Linked DNA regions of Bos taurus: all the other regions are linked to region 2. A link is a contact called in public Hi-C data. All regions are on one chromosome and are shown on one strand. The core of a region is the stretch at or near the end of the contact, and the rest is flanking DNA. Distances in the headings are between cores, read along the strand shown. Region 1 holds the start of FKBP9 (FKBP prolyl isomerase 9). Region 2 holds the start of AVL9 (AVL9 cell migration associated). Region 3 holds the start of NT5C3A (5'-nucleotidase, cytosolic IIIA).

Region 1 (3,839 bases), core at 1,108-3,607, 160 kb after region 2:
CCTACATCCTCCCTGGAGAAGAAACAAACCAGCTCTGGAAGGCAAAGTTAAGATTTCTGTAAGGTGGCCCATGGCAAGATTTACCTCAATGAAATCAACATCTTTCTTATGAACCAGGAATTGAGTTGGAAAACGTCATTGCAAAGAGCATACCTTGTCTTGTGTTCCTCCGGGCTTCCGGGAACCACCTGCAGGCTAAGCTGGTGCTGGGGGTGTTAGGGGAGAGCTGTCTCAGCAACTGGGGGCCGTTTGACGCTTTGGTCCTCCGGCCATACACAGGCTTTCGTTTCCGTTTCTGAGGTGTCCTTGACTTCGATAGCATGGCAAATCTCAAGACGGTGAGCTGTCTGGGAGCATAAAGAGGGCCCTGCATCTGGGAGAGCCAGCAGTAACGGGAAAGAGTTCTCCCCCCACCCTTTTAAAAAGTTCCAGTACCTTTCCCTTCTTTCTGGTTCCTGTCTCTCACCAACCTACCTCTTCCCCCTATCTTTACCTTTCTGAGCTTTTAGTCTACTGTTGACTCTTCTTGACTGGATTCAGTTTTTAAACTTGGCCAGTTCTCACAATGTCACCCCCAGAAGTTTAATGGAAATCTTTTTTCTTTTTTTAAATTTCAGCTTGACTTTATCAGTTCTTAGGTTGATGTTATCAGTAATGCCAAGAGGTAAATTTTCTCTTTGGTAGATTGCTACAGAAATCCAATTCAAAGAATGTTGGTTAGGATTTAAAGAGACATTGTAGAGCACACATACTGTTTGATCGATAATTAACATTTAAAAAGGAAAAGCAAGGGAATTCCCTGGTGGTTCAGTGGTTGGGGACACTGCTTTCACTGCTGTGGGCCCAAGGTCAATCCCTGGCTGTGCAACATGGCCAATAAATAAATAAATAAAATAAAAGGAATGACTAGAAATCAAGCCACTGGGAAGCACTACAAGGCAAAGTGGAAGTGGCAATCACTGCCTGACTGTGTCTGTCTTCTTTTCCATGCTGGAGTGTCTCCTCTCTTACAGGATCACAGAATTTTAGGATTGGAAATCTTAGAAATCAACCCCTTCATTTTGCAGATGAAGAAACTGAGGCCCAGCTAGGTGCCATGTGTTGCCCACAGTCAAGGGAGTGCAAGATTCCTGACTGGAACCAGGCTGACTTTTTGGTTTGTTTCTGTGTAAAACCTGGCAGAGTGATTAAAAAGCATAAAGAACTAATGAAAAGTACATAGAAATAAGCAAGTCATCACCACAAATTCAACTTACCAGTGGTTGAATTGTATTAGCAGGTTTTCTATTTCAATAAAATAAGCTCTGTTAGGAATAATGGACGTTTCTTTAGTGCTACATGTAGCTTCTCATTAGATCCTGGATCTAATAAAATCTATAATGCTCTAATAATTATAATTTTAAAAAATTATCACATTTTATCTTCATCTTACAGAGGACACTGACTTAATTTGCAGGTCACCTAGATAGTCCACATTTTTTTTTTCCCCTTTAATAAGGTGGATTCAATCTACTCACCATTTGTTAGCATTTTTGCATTTCTAGTTAGAGATTAGGTGGGTAACCAGCTTTTCTCCCCCTTGCTATCTTTGCCAGGTTTTGGTATTGGGATTGTTTGCTTCCCAAACAAGTTGACAAACCTTTGGTGATTTGCTTTCATTAGTCCAAGTTTCAATAAATAAGAACAAACAATTCAAAACTAAGAATGCATTTAACTACTCTAGTAAATTTTCCCACAGAATCTGGGTCTGTAATGTGAAGTCTTAACTAGCTTAGTCACAGGGGTGGGACCATGTGGGATGTTTGCTAGTAATTATCACTCACAACATCTTAAAACGTTTGTCTGAGCAACTGTCATGGAGTCTCCCCTTTCTCCAAGTATTAAAAGAAAATCCTGGGGAAAGAAATCTCGAAGATGGCTTCAGTCTGTTTCAACGTAGAATCCAGCCCTGAAACTAAGTTTCTTTAAAAAAAGTTTTCCTCCCTTCCCAAATCAGCAAAGGGTAACTGGATCCGCGGCCACGTAGGAGCCTCTAGGGGCCCTAAATCCGGAGTCTCTAGGGGTAGGCAGAGATCCGCGGGTTTGCCTGGGCCAGAAAAGTCTCTTCTAACTGTAGATCGCAGCCCAATCCCAAAGAGTTCTTGATTTCTCTCTCGGGGACTGGTCCCTTTGAACTTCCAGAAGGCCCGCCTCTTCCCCGGGCTGGCCAGCTCACTGGACCGGACCCGCTCGGGCGGCGCAGGGCGCAGCAGGGCTGGCCTGGCGCGCGGCCGCGGCTCCTCCCCTCCCTCGGATGTGGCCGGGGGGCGGGGGCCGGGGGCCGGGGGGCGGGAGAGAGGGGTGGCTGTTGCCGCCCGGGGAGAGCCGGGAGTCTTTTCCACGTTTGCAAAGGCCGCCGCACATCCAGGCCCGAACCGCGCCGCCCGAGCTCCGTGCGCCCTCGCGGCTCCCCGCCGCGCCCCCTCCTCTCCTCGCCCCCGATGGCTATCAGGGCCCGGAGTTGGCGGCCCCCGCCGCCGCCGCTGCTCCTGCTGCTTCTCTGGGTGACCGGGCAGGCGGCCCCTGTGGCGGGCCTGGGACTGGGTTCGGACTCGGAGCTGCAGATCGAGCGGCGCTTCGTGCCCGAGGAGTGTCCGCGCACCGTGCGCAGCGGCGACTTCGTGCGCTACCACTACGTGGGGACGTTCCCCGACGGCCAAAAGTTCGACTCCAGGTACCGCGCCCCGCGCGCCAGCCGGACCTCTGAGGCTGCAGCGCCCGTTTTCCCGCTTCCCGGTCTCCGGACAGGCCTTTCCCTCCCGACGGACCTCCCCCAGCTCCGCCCCTCGAACCCCCGCTCCTCCCTTTCCCTATTCTCACCCCAAAGCTTCCCCGACCCTTCATCCCTTCAGCCTGGGGGCTGCGGGGGCCCTGGAGCCTGCCGGCCCTTTTGCTCGCCTGGTGGGCTGGAATCCTCCTGGGAACTTGCGCAGCGGGGTTGGCGCAGACCACCCACTCCTCCGCCCTGCGCAGTAACACGCGCGAAATCTTCGTAAAGAGCTAGCCCCCTAGCCGACCCCCTAGAGTAAATGTTAGTGTCCGCCTGTCTGTCTCCCTTGACTGTTCCTTCCGGCAAGGCCCTTGAGTGTCAAGTCATTCATGCCTCTCGATGATGATGATGATGGAGGTGGCGACAGCCGCTAACATTTATGGATTGTTACAGTTGTTACAGGGTAGTTCTCAGTGGTTTCCATATAACGAATTTATTTAATTCTTAACTACAGTTTTCTGTGTAGGTATTATCATTACCCTTATTTTGCCAGTGAGATAACTTGAGTCCATGGAGGCTGAGAAACTTGTTTAAGCGAGATCGTTTTGAAACCCGAATAATCCAAGTCCAGGATTTGTGCCCATTAACTACCGCCCTCCCCTTATGGCCTTAAGAAAAACTCACTAGGCAGGAGGTCGTCCAGAGCAAGTCACTCAGCTTTGCCCCATGGCTGGTGTCCACAGCGAGATCACAGCACCTCTCCCAGCTTCCCCAGTTTAGCATTAGGGTTAACAGGCCCCTTCTCCAGCTCCAAGCTGCTCTCCTTCCCCAGACTTTGTTACGGTCCTAGGTCTGTGTCCACACTTCTCTTCGTGAATCACCAGGCTAAGTAAAGAGAACAATTTGTTAGTATCTGCTTTGTGCTTGAGGCGGGGCTAAGCTCATTCGTGAGGTTATCTTTTAAAAGGTACTCTTAGTCTTGCCTTTTAAAAAATTCCAGTGAGTGTATATACAAAAGCTGGTTAGTATTTGATGTAGCACATAGCAAGCACTGAGAAATATTCATTCTCATATTGTTTCAGTTGCTTCT
Region 2 (4,081 bases), core at 857-3,356:
TTACTTTCTCTCCCAATTTTCCCTGTGACATATCTTGTTTACACCATTATTTTAAATGACATATTTTTTAAACATTTAGGCAAATAATGGTCAGGAATAAATGATTTCATCTTAGTTGGAGACCCTAGCATGCAAAATGTAACAGATTTGGGGGAGTATGGCTGTGCTGGGCCTTATCTGTGGCATTTGAGATCTTTAGATGTGCCATACAAACTCTTAGCTGTGGCATGTGGGATCTAGTTCCCTGACCAGGGATCAAACCCCGGCCCTCTGCATTGAGCCCCTGGACCACCAGGAAAGTTCTGATACAGATTTTATACTGCTATCACTGGGGTCTCCTGCACAATGAAGTAAACAGTTGGCATTCATTATAGATATAGAGTTCTAAGATGCCCTGACCTTTCATCTTTTTTAAAAAAATGTTCAATCTCACTTCAATTTTAGCTAGGCTAATTGTGGAAAATGTCAAAGCAGATGGAAGAAAAGAGTAACATATTCTGTATACAGGGAATGTTATAGTTTCACACACAGTTCTGAGTCAGTGCCAAAAATTTTGTAATACAGAAAGAAATAGTAGCAACAACTTGAAGTTTTTCTACAGTATTATTAGCATTAAAACAATTCTACTGAATCACAGAAACTATGTTCTATTAATAAGAAGAAAATGGAAGTTAAAGTCACTCAGTCCTGTCCAACTCTTTGGAGACCTCACCAATGTTAATAGTCTTCAAGGCTCCTCTATCCATGGAATTCTCCAGACAAGAATATTGGAGGGGGTAGCCATTCCCTTCTACAGTGTATGGTCCCTATCCAGGGACTGAACCCAGGTCTTCTGCATTGCAGGCAGATTCTTTACCATCTGAGCTGCCATTATACAGTTTTTCCCAGCCATACTTAGATTAGAATGTAGGTCCTTAAATTTTAAGGCCAGAGTGGAAAACATCAACTATTAAGGTTGTCTAAACTAAGAGATGGGCAACTTGTAATGATAAACTTCACAACTAGTTATTGCAATGATTGTGAATGCTATTTGAAGCAGGCACCTACCTTCAAACTGCCCTGGACAAGATTTGTTAAATCTGCTAGTATTTCCACTATTCACTTTAAATTGACATAAAATGAGATTCAGTTTCTTTTTTAATTCAACTAGTACAATCAGTAAGGAAATAAAAACCTCTGATGATAACTGACTCCATGTATTTTGTGCTGATTAGAGTACTAAACCCAGAAAGATAGAATGAAAAAAAAATTTTTTTTTTTAATAGCAGGACTAAATTGGCCTTTCCTGGTGGCTCAGACAGTTAAGAATCTGCCTACAATGCAGGAGACCTGGGTTCAATCCCTGGGTCGAGAAGATCACCGGGAGAAGGGAACAGCTACCCACTCCAGTATTGCCTGGATAATTTCATGGACAGAGGAGCCTGGCCGGCTACAGTCTATGGTGTCGCAAAGAGTCTGACACGACTGAGCAACCAACGCTTTCACAACAAAGTAAAAAATAAAATATCAGGACTAGAATAATCATTTTTACAGGTCTCCCTGTAAATTTACTTTATTTTCAAGGATATTCTGCACGAGGCCTTAAAACGCTTCCAAACTCCTATACATAATATTTAAATAAGGAAAAAACACAGAACGAAGCAAAAGAGCAACTGTGGGTAAGCAAGTAACTTAAAGGCTGAATACACAGATGTAGAGGTGCACCGATATGTCTCCATGTTACCAAAATTTAAGGATAAAGGCTCCAGGTCAGAGAGGCGAAGGGAAGGAGGTGGAAGAATTGGATACACAGAAAATGAAGGGGGAAAAAGGTAGGAAAAAACTGACGGAAGAGATGGGTAGGGGCGGAGATGTTAAGGAGGAAAAAGCAAGGACAGAGGAGGAAGGGGGAGAAGGTAGCACAGAGCGGGGGGGTGAACTGGGGACAGGTGTGCCCAGAGGCCCCACCAGGCCCCGCCCTCAGCCCCGCCCACCTAGCGCCCCCGCCCCGCCCCGCTCCCCAGGCCCCGCCCCGCCATCAGGCCCAGCCCTCTCAGGTCCCTCCCGGTCCTTCCCAGTCCCGCCTCGCCCGCGGCGGCCCCGGCATCAGGTGACAGCCCGGAAACAGCGGAAGCGGATGAGGGAAGCGCGGCCGCGGCCCGGGGGGGCGGTGCAGAGCTGCAGGATCCTCGGCCTCTTCCCGGCCCCCTTCGCGGCTCTCATGCGGCTCCCTCGCTGACACCTGAAATCCACCTCTCGCCGTCCTCCTGGGGATCGCGGGGTCGCCGAGCTTGCCGCCCTCGGCGGCTGAAGTCATCGTTGTGCGGGCCCGCGGCGGTCGTCCATGGAGATCAGGCGGGGCGGCGATGGCCCCCCACGGGGGCCCGTCCTGCACATCGTAGTGGTCGGCTTTCATCACAAGAAGGGCTGCCAGGTGAGGAAGGGGCCTGTGCCCGCCCCTGGCTGTTCTGGCGTTCGCGCGCCGCCGACACCCACGCCGTTCCGCTCGGCTCAGACCATCTTCCAGTGCCCTCGGCCCTCCGCCCCTGAACTTGACTCCTCTCTCCTGATCCTCGCACTCACCTTACCTGAAGCCCACCCCGCACGCTCCCTGTTTTCCCCTCCCCCTGAAAATTGTATCTTGAGCAGCGGAGGAGCTATGTGTCGGTATGTTGGGGTTGGTAGATATTTAGGTTCTTCTGTGGAGTCAGAGGAAGGAATCGATGGTCGGCCCACTCTCTTCCTCATCCATCTCGGTCTCCGTTGACTTTCTGGTTGTCTGCTTTTAGTGGGATTCCCTTAGAAAAAAAAAATCAGCACTTGGGCTGCGTTTTCAAGGTAATGAGCTCTGGGCTTCCGCACGAGTACCTTAGGATGGTCGAAGCACATGCGGCACCGTGGGAAAATCAACTTCCTTTGTTTATCTGTGAAAGCCCTGGAACCCCTGTTGGGCTGATGTACTGACTCCGCCCCCCTTCCCATTCGGCCTTCGAGTTCCTTTTTAGTCTTGTCCAGATCTTCCCTTTTGATGAGAGGTAGACTCTCCAGTTCAGTTGCAGTGAGGGGAAGTGTTATTTACTGAGCAAAGAAACGTGCAAATATTAAGTCATTTTTAAGCTTCTTCACTGAAATGGTGAACGGGAACAATAGGACATCTGCAATCTATGTATCGAAGGCAGGGGAACAAAGGTAGAGGATTATTTAATGAGCGCAGAACTGGAAGGCAATGATGTCATAATGTGCTAGTGAACAGTAAATTGAAATGCTTAAAGTAATAAAAATGCTGATTGCTACCGCTAGGTAATGTAGCATTTCAAAGAAAATGTAATATTTTAAAAGACTGATTGGCAAAATTTCAGTTCATTAGAGGATAATGACAGAAAAATGATGGAATGAAAGTAGTTGTGTATGTATGTGTTTTAAAGACAGCTTCACTTAAAAATATATTCCTCATCCTTCAAGTAAAAATGACATAGTTACCAAGGAGGAAGTGACATTGTTCAGGGTAGTATTAGAAAATTCCAAGCAACAGCAGTGGAATATATATGGTTTTTAAATGTGGCCTTATATTTGGAGGTAAGAAAATAAATATTTGAGATAATTGTACTATGGCATGTAAGTAGTGCCTTTATGCTCAGTCGTGTCTGACTCTTTTCAACCCCATGGATTGTAGCCCTGCCAGGCTTCTCTGTCCATGGGATTCTCTAGGCAAGAATAACTGGAGTGGGTTGCCATTTCCTACCCAAGGGATCTTCCCGAGCCAGGGGTAGAGTCCACGTTTCCTGCATGGCAGGTGAGTTCTTTACCACTGGGCTACCTAGGAAGCCTGTAAACAGTGTTCATCATCCTTAGACTTTTAATACTTTAAAACTTCATCTAGTTGTATGACAACTAACATCAAAGAGATGAAGTTTTATAGTATTAAAAATCTAAGGATGATGAACACCGCTTACCTCAGATATGGGTGAAGAAACTGAAACTTGGAGGAAGTAACTGATCTTGCCACGGTTATGCTGGAGTCAGGCTTAGAATTGCCTTGGCACCACGTGTGTTCATTCAGCTGAGCCACATGGCATGTAGGAGTCTGTATGAAAAAGTAAGG
Region 3 (3,724 bases), core at 1,069-3,568, 220 kb after region 2:
CTTATTCACAGATAATCTCACACAAGTGATACTACAGTCCTAATAGAAAAATCACTATCATTACAGAAGTGTACAGACTAAGGTATAAATGTCAGCATTCTGGCAGTATTCTAAGGACGACACTGAAAATGAGGGCAGAGTATTTTTAAACCAATAGGCTTGTAAACCTATACTTGGTATATAAAGTTCTGGCTTACTTTGCCAGCAGTCATCTGTTGCAGATGCTTCAAGAGAAGAGTTGCTGAAAAAAAACAAATCGAGCGCAGAAGACTTGTTCAAAAATAGAAAATATTACCCTTGAACTATGAACTCCAAAGAAAGTTTTGAAGTTTCAAAGTATTTGGAATCTTTAAATGTGGACTGGAAAATGTGGAAACTGGAAAAATAATTACTTTGTGTTCTTTTGCTATGAGTTTAAAGTCTCTACTGTAACAGTGTTCGTTACAAGGAATATGTAGGACAAGGCTAAAGACTGAAGCGAGAGGTAAGAACTTCACTTGAATAGCATAAACTTGAGAACTGACAAGTTTTAGGTATTGTGGTATTTCATTCTGAGATGATTATCTTTACCCTTTGAAGTTATTTATAAATCAATGAGTGAAAATGTCTATATCAAGTGAAAAATCTGACTTGCCTTTATACAGTTTTAAAGTATCTGAATGTAAATTGAATACTTTTAAAGCCCCTCTTGACTGTCTTATAGGAAAGTGAAAAAATATTAAAATTTATTGATATTATTAGCTTAAAAAGCTGTGATTTCTGCTTTAAGTTTGCTACTTTCAGAAACATTTAAACTATACAATAAAGTAATGAAATTTTGAATGATAAACTGTATACTACTTATATAAGAAAAGGTATGTATTACTACAATATGACAGGGTATCAGTAATAGTCCTAAAAATCTTACTGCATATCTCTGGCAACATACATCACTTGTCCTAAGCGTGGGTTTTTAATAATGACACTTAGGGTGATCAGCACATGGAAAATCGAACTATAAATTCATTATTTATAAAACATTATAAAATCAGTTTCTTGGGGGGCATTTAAAGAATTCTCCCTAATTAGATTTTCAAGGCAGCAGTAAAAAAATAGCAACAACAAAAAGTACCAACTGGAAAGTGAAACTGTCTCTTGATACAAACATAAAACAAAAATGAAACTGAATAGCAAAAGGTGGGAGAGTAAAAGAAGGTAGAAGAAAACAGATTTCAAAGCTTAGCTATTTAAAAATTGGAAATTTATACCAATTTTCTTAAATAGCAAAACGTGGCTTCTCAGAATATTATAGATACTTATGAAAATACCCAATTTCAGAGCTTAGAGTTTATTCATCTATCCTCCACACCTCCTCTGCCCTACTACCTAATCGTGTTTTTCAAGATAAGAAAACCAAGGCACAGGGAAAATAGATAATTTATACTGATTACCCTCAGAAAACTCTTGAGTTATTCTGTCCTTGAGTTTGTCCTACAACAAAGGCATAGGTAGTAAACAATATCCGGGGATGCAGGGCTTGGACACAGACTGCCAATAAAAACCAAGTAAACCACCTTTAAGAAGTGGTCTGCTGCATTAGCTAACATAAAAGATAAGGCAATTCAATTATTTAAATCTCAGTTAACCACAACATTCTAGGCTCTTATAGTAATACATATGTTTGAATCGATGGTAATGTATATGTTTGAATCTTAATTTTCATCATACAGTATGTTTTAATCCTTACAGACAGTAATCCAGCTTTTATCAATTTATAAAACATAACTAATATAAAGCCATTCCATGATATCCTGGTTAAAGCTTATAGGCACAAAATAAAAATTAATTATCTTTATTATTAGCAATAATAAAAAATTCCTAATCCTAGGTACACAAATCACGTGGCTATCAGCAAAACTGAGTCACACAACAACTAAATGAACAACAAAATTAGATTTTTTCTTCCCCCTGAAGAGATTTCTGAGGGTACATGGCTTTTTCTTAATATCAATGCGTGAAACAAGATGTTCTTAAAATTAGATCCTACAAATTAGAATTTCTGAGACCCAAGACACTGCAAAGTTCTCCATATTCACATCTTTGCAAACTATAAAAAAGTTTTGTGTTACACAGGATCGTTCTATTTTAATTTAATTTGGATTTTTAAATGCCTAAAATTTCAACAAGATACAGAATCAAGTTAAGAATCAGATGAAGTTCAACAAGAGAAACTCACTGTTTATATGAACTGTAGACACTTACCCTGTAAAGTAACCGGACAAGCTACAGCAGCAAAAGAAAATTCTTCCTGTCTGAGGAGTACTAATATAGCACAAGGTGCAGCTGAGGGCGGTCCCAGAAGCCTTGGCTAATATGCTCTATGCAAAATCAGTCTTGTGACGCATTACTACACAGTGCTTTATTATGCTCTGGGTGACAGGCTTGCTAGCTCTGCACTAGTCACCAGTCTACAGAACAGGATCAAATAAAATAATGCGGCAGTTAAGAAAGAGAAGGTAAATTTGTACTATTAGAGCACCGCCAACTTGCTCTGCAAAGAAAAGAGGAACCTCAATAGTTTTAAGACTTGAAAACACCCTCTTCCTCATCGTGTGATTCAATTGTCGGCGCACTTGTAGTATGTGTACTTCTCTGTACGAATATTATATTTTAATACAAAGTGAAAAAGATCAGGTCCTGTTTGCCAGGGCTGGGGGAGGGGAGAGCAGGGAGCTATTGCTCAACAGGTACAGAGTTTCAATTTGGAAGACGGAAAGTGTTCTGGAGATGGACGGCAGCAGTGGTGGTGGTTTCATAACAATGTCAATACACTTAATGCTGCTGAACTGTACACTTAAAAACAGTTAAAAGGGTAAACTCTGTCATGTGTATTTTACAGTTTTAAAACGATTAGCTCGTGTAAGACATGTGAAAAAGAATATTTGCATTAAAGTGTGCTAAGTTGTTAACAATCTTCATTGCAGGGTAGTGGGATTTAAAGTGATTTTTATGTTTTTCTCCATATTTTCCTACACTGTAAATTTCAACAAGACCATGCACAGATCTACTAAAAAATCTGAACAGAATGAAAATTAATTTTTATGGTTAAGAAATTGAAAAAGCTCCTTTCCTGCTGGAAATGAAAGCAAACCGTTGTGAAGATAAATATTTTTAACCTTTAAAGAGAAATCAGTCTTGTTTTTAACCTGAGTCGTAGGATTAAATATGCTAATACCATGTGGCAGGGCCTAATAGATAAGTTATGTTACTGGCTCTGGGAAGCTTTATCATTAGGAACAGGGCTATGCTACACTCATGTAAATAAGTTTGTATACTAGCCTTTTCACATCTATACTCAAAGGAACCTGAACCAACATAACATTTCAGTAATCAAACTTTGTGAAGCAGCACTCTGTACTACAAATGATACAAAAAATTTTAAAAGTTGTTTTTTAAAAAAGGCCACTAACAAATTACCCAAACTTGATATCTACCAAATGTTAAAAATTTGGCATTACTATCTTATTTTAATAAGATGAGAAGATTGACAACATAATATTCCTCTTAGAGGATAATCTTTTATATTCTAGTAATGGAGGCTCAGGACTTCCCTGGTGGCTCAGTGGTAGAGAACCCACCTGTCAATGCAGGAGACACAGGTTTGATCCCTGGGTTGGGAAGATCCCCTGGAGAAGGAAATGGCAACCCACGCCAGTATTCTTGTCTGGGAAATCCCATGGACAGG

What was found. A called contact is a pair of places that touch in the nucleus more often than the background predicts.
Region 1: a Hi-C map of skeletal muscle shows a contact between it and region 2, with 3 times the contacts expected there. The contact joins the promoter of FKBP9 here to the promoter of AVL9 in region 2. A contact is called at or near these places in 2 of 11 Hi-C or Micro-C datasets (liver and skeletal muscle).
Region 3: a contact with region 2 is called in a Hi-C map of blood, with 2.9 times the contacts expected there. The contact joins the promoter of NT5C3A here to the promoter of AVL9 in region 2.

What each region holds. Positions count from the first base shown.
Region 1 is chr4:63,853,091-63,856,929 of ARS-UCD2.0, reverse strand. FKBP9 (FKBP prolyl isomerase 9) reads left to right here and starts at 2,357. Exons shown (of 10, transcript NM_001046372.2): 1 at 2,357-2,713. The coding sequence starts at 2,481. It overlaps LOC132345104 (a long non-coding RNA gene), which reads right to left and starts at 2,162. Exons shown (of 4, transcript XR_009494236.1): 1 at 154-2,162.
Region 2 is chr4:64,008,244-64,012,324 of ARS-UCD2.0, reverse strand. It overlaps AVL9 (AVL9 cell migration associated), which reads left to right and starts at 2,106. Exons shown (of 16, transcript XM_059885886.1): 1 at 2,106-2,413. The coding sequence starts at 2,324.
Region 3 is chr4:63,786,864-63,790,587 of ARS-UCD2.0, reverse strand. NT5C3A (5'-nucleotidase, cytosolic IIIA) reads right to left here and starts at 2,318. Exons shown (of 10, transcript NM_001037597.1): 1 at 2,242-2,318.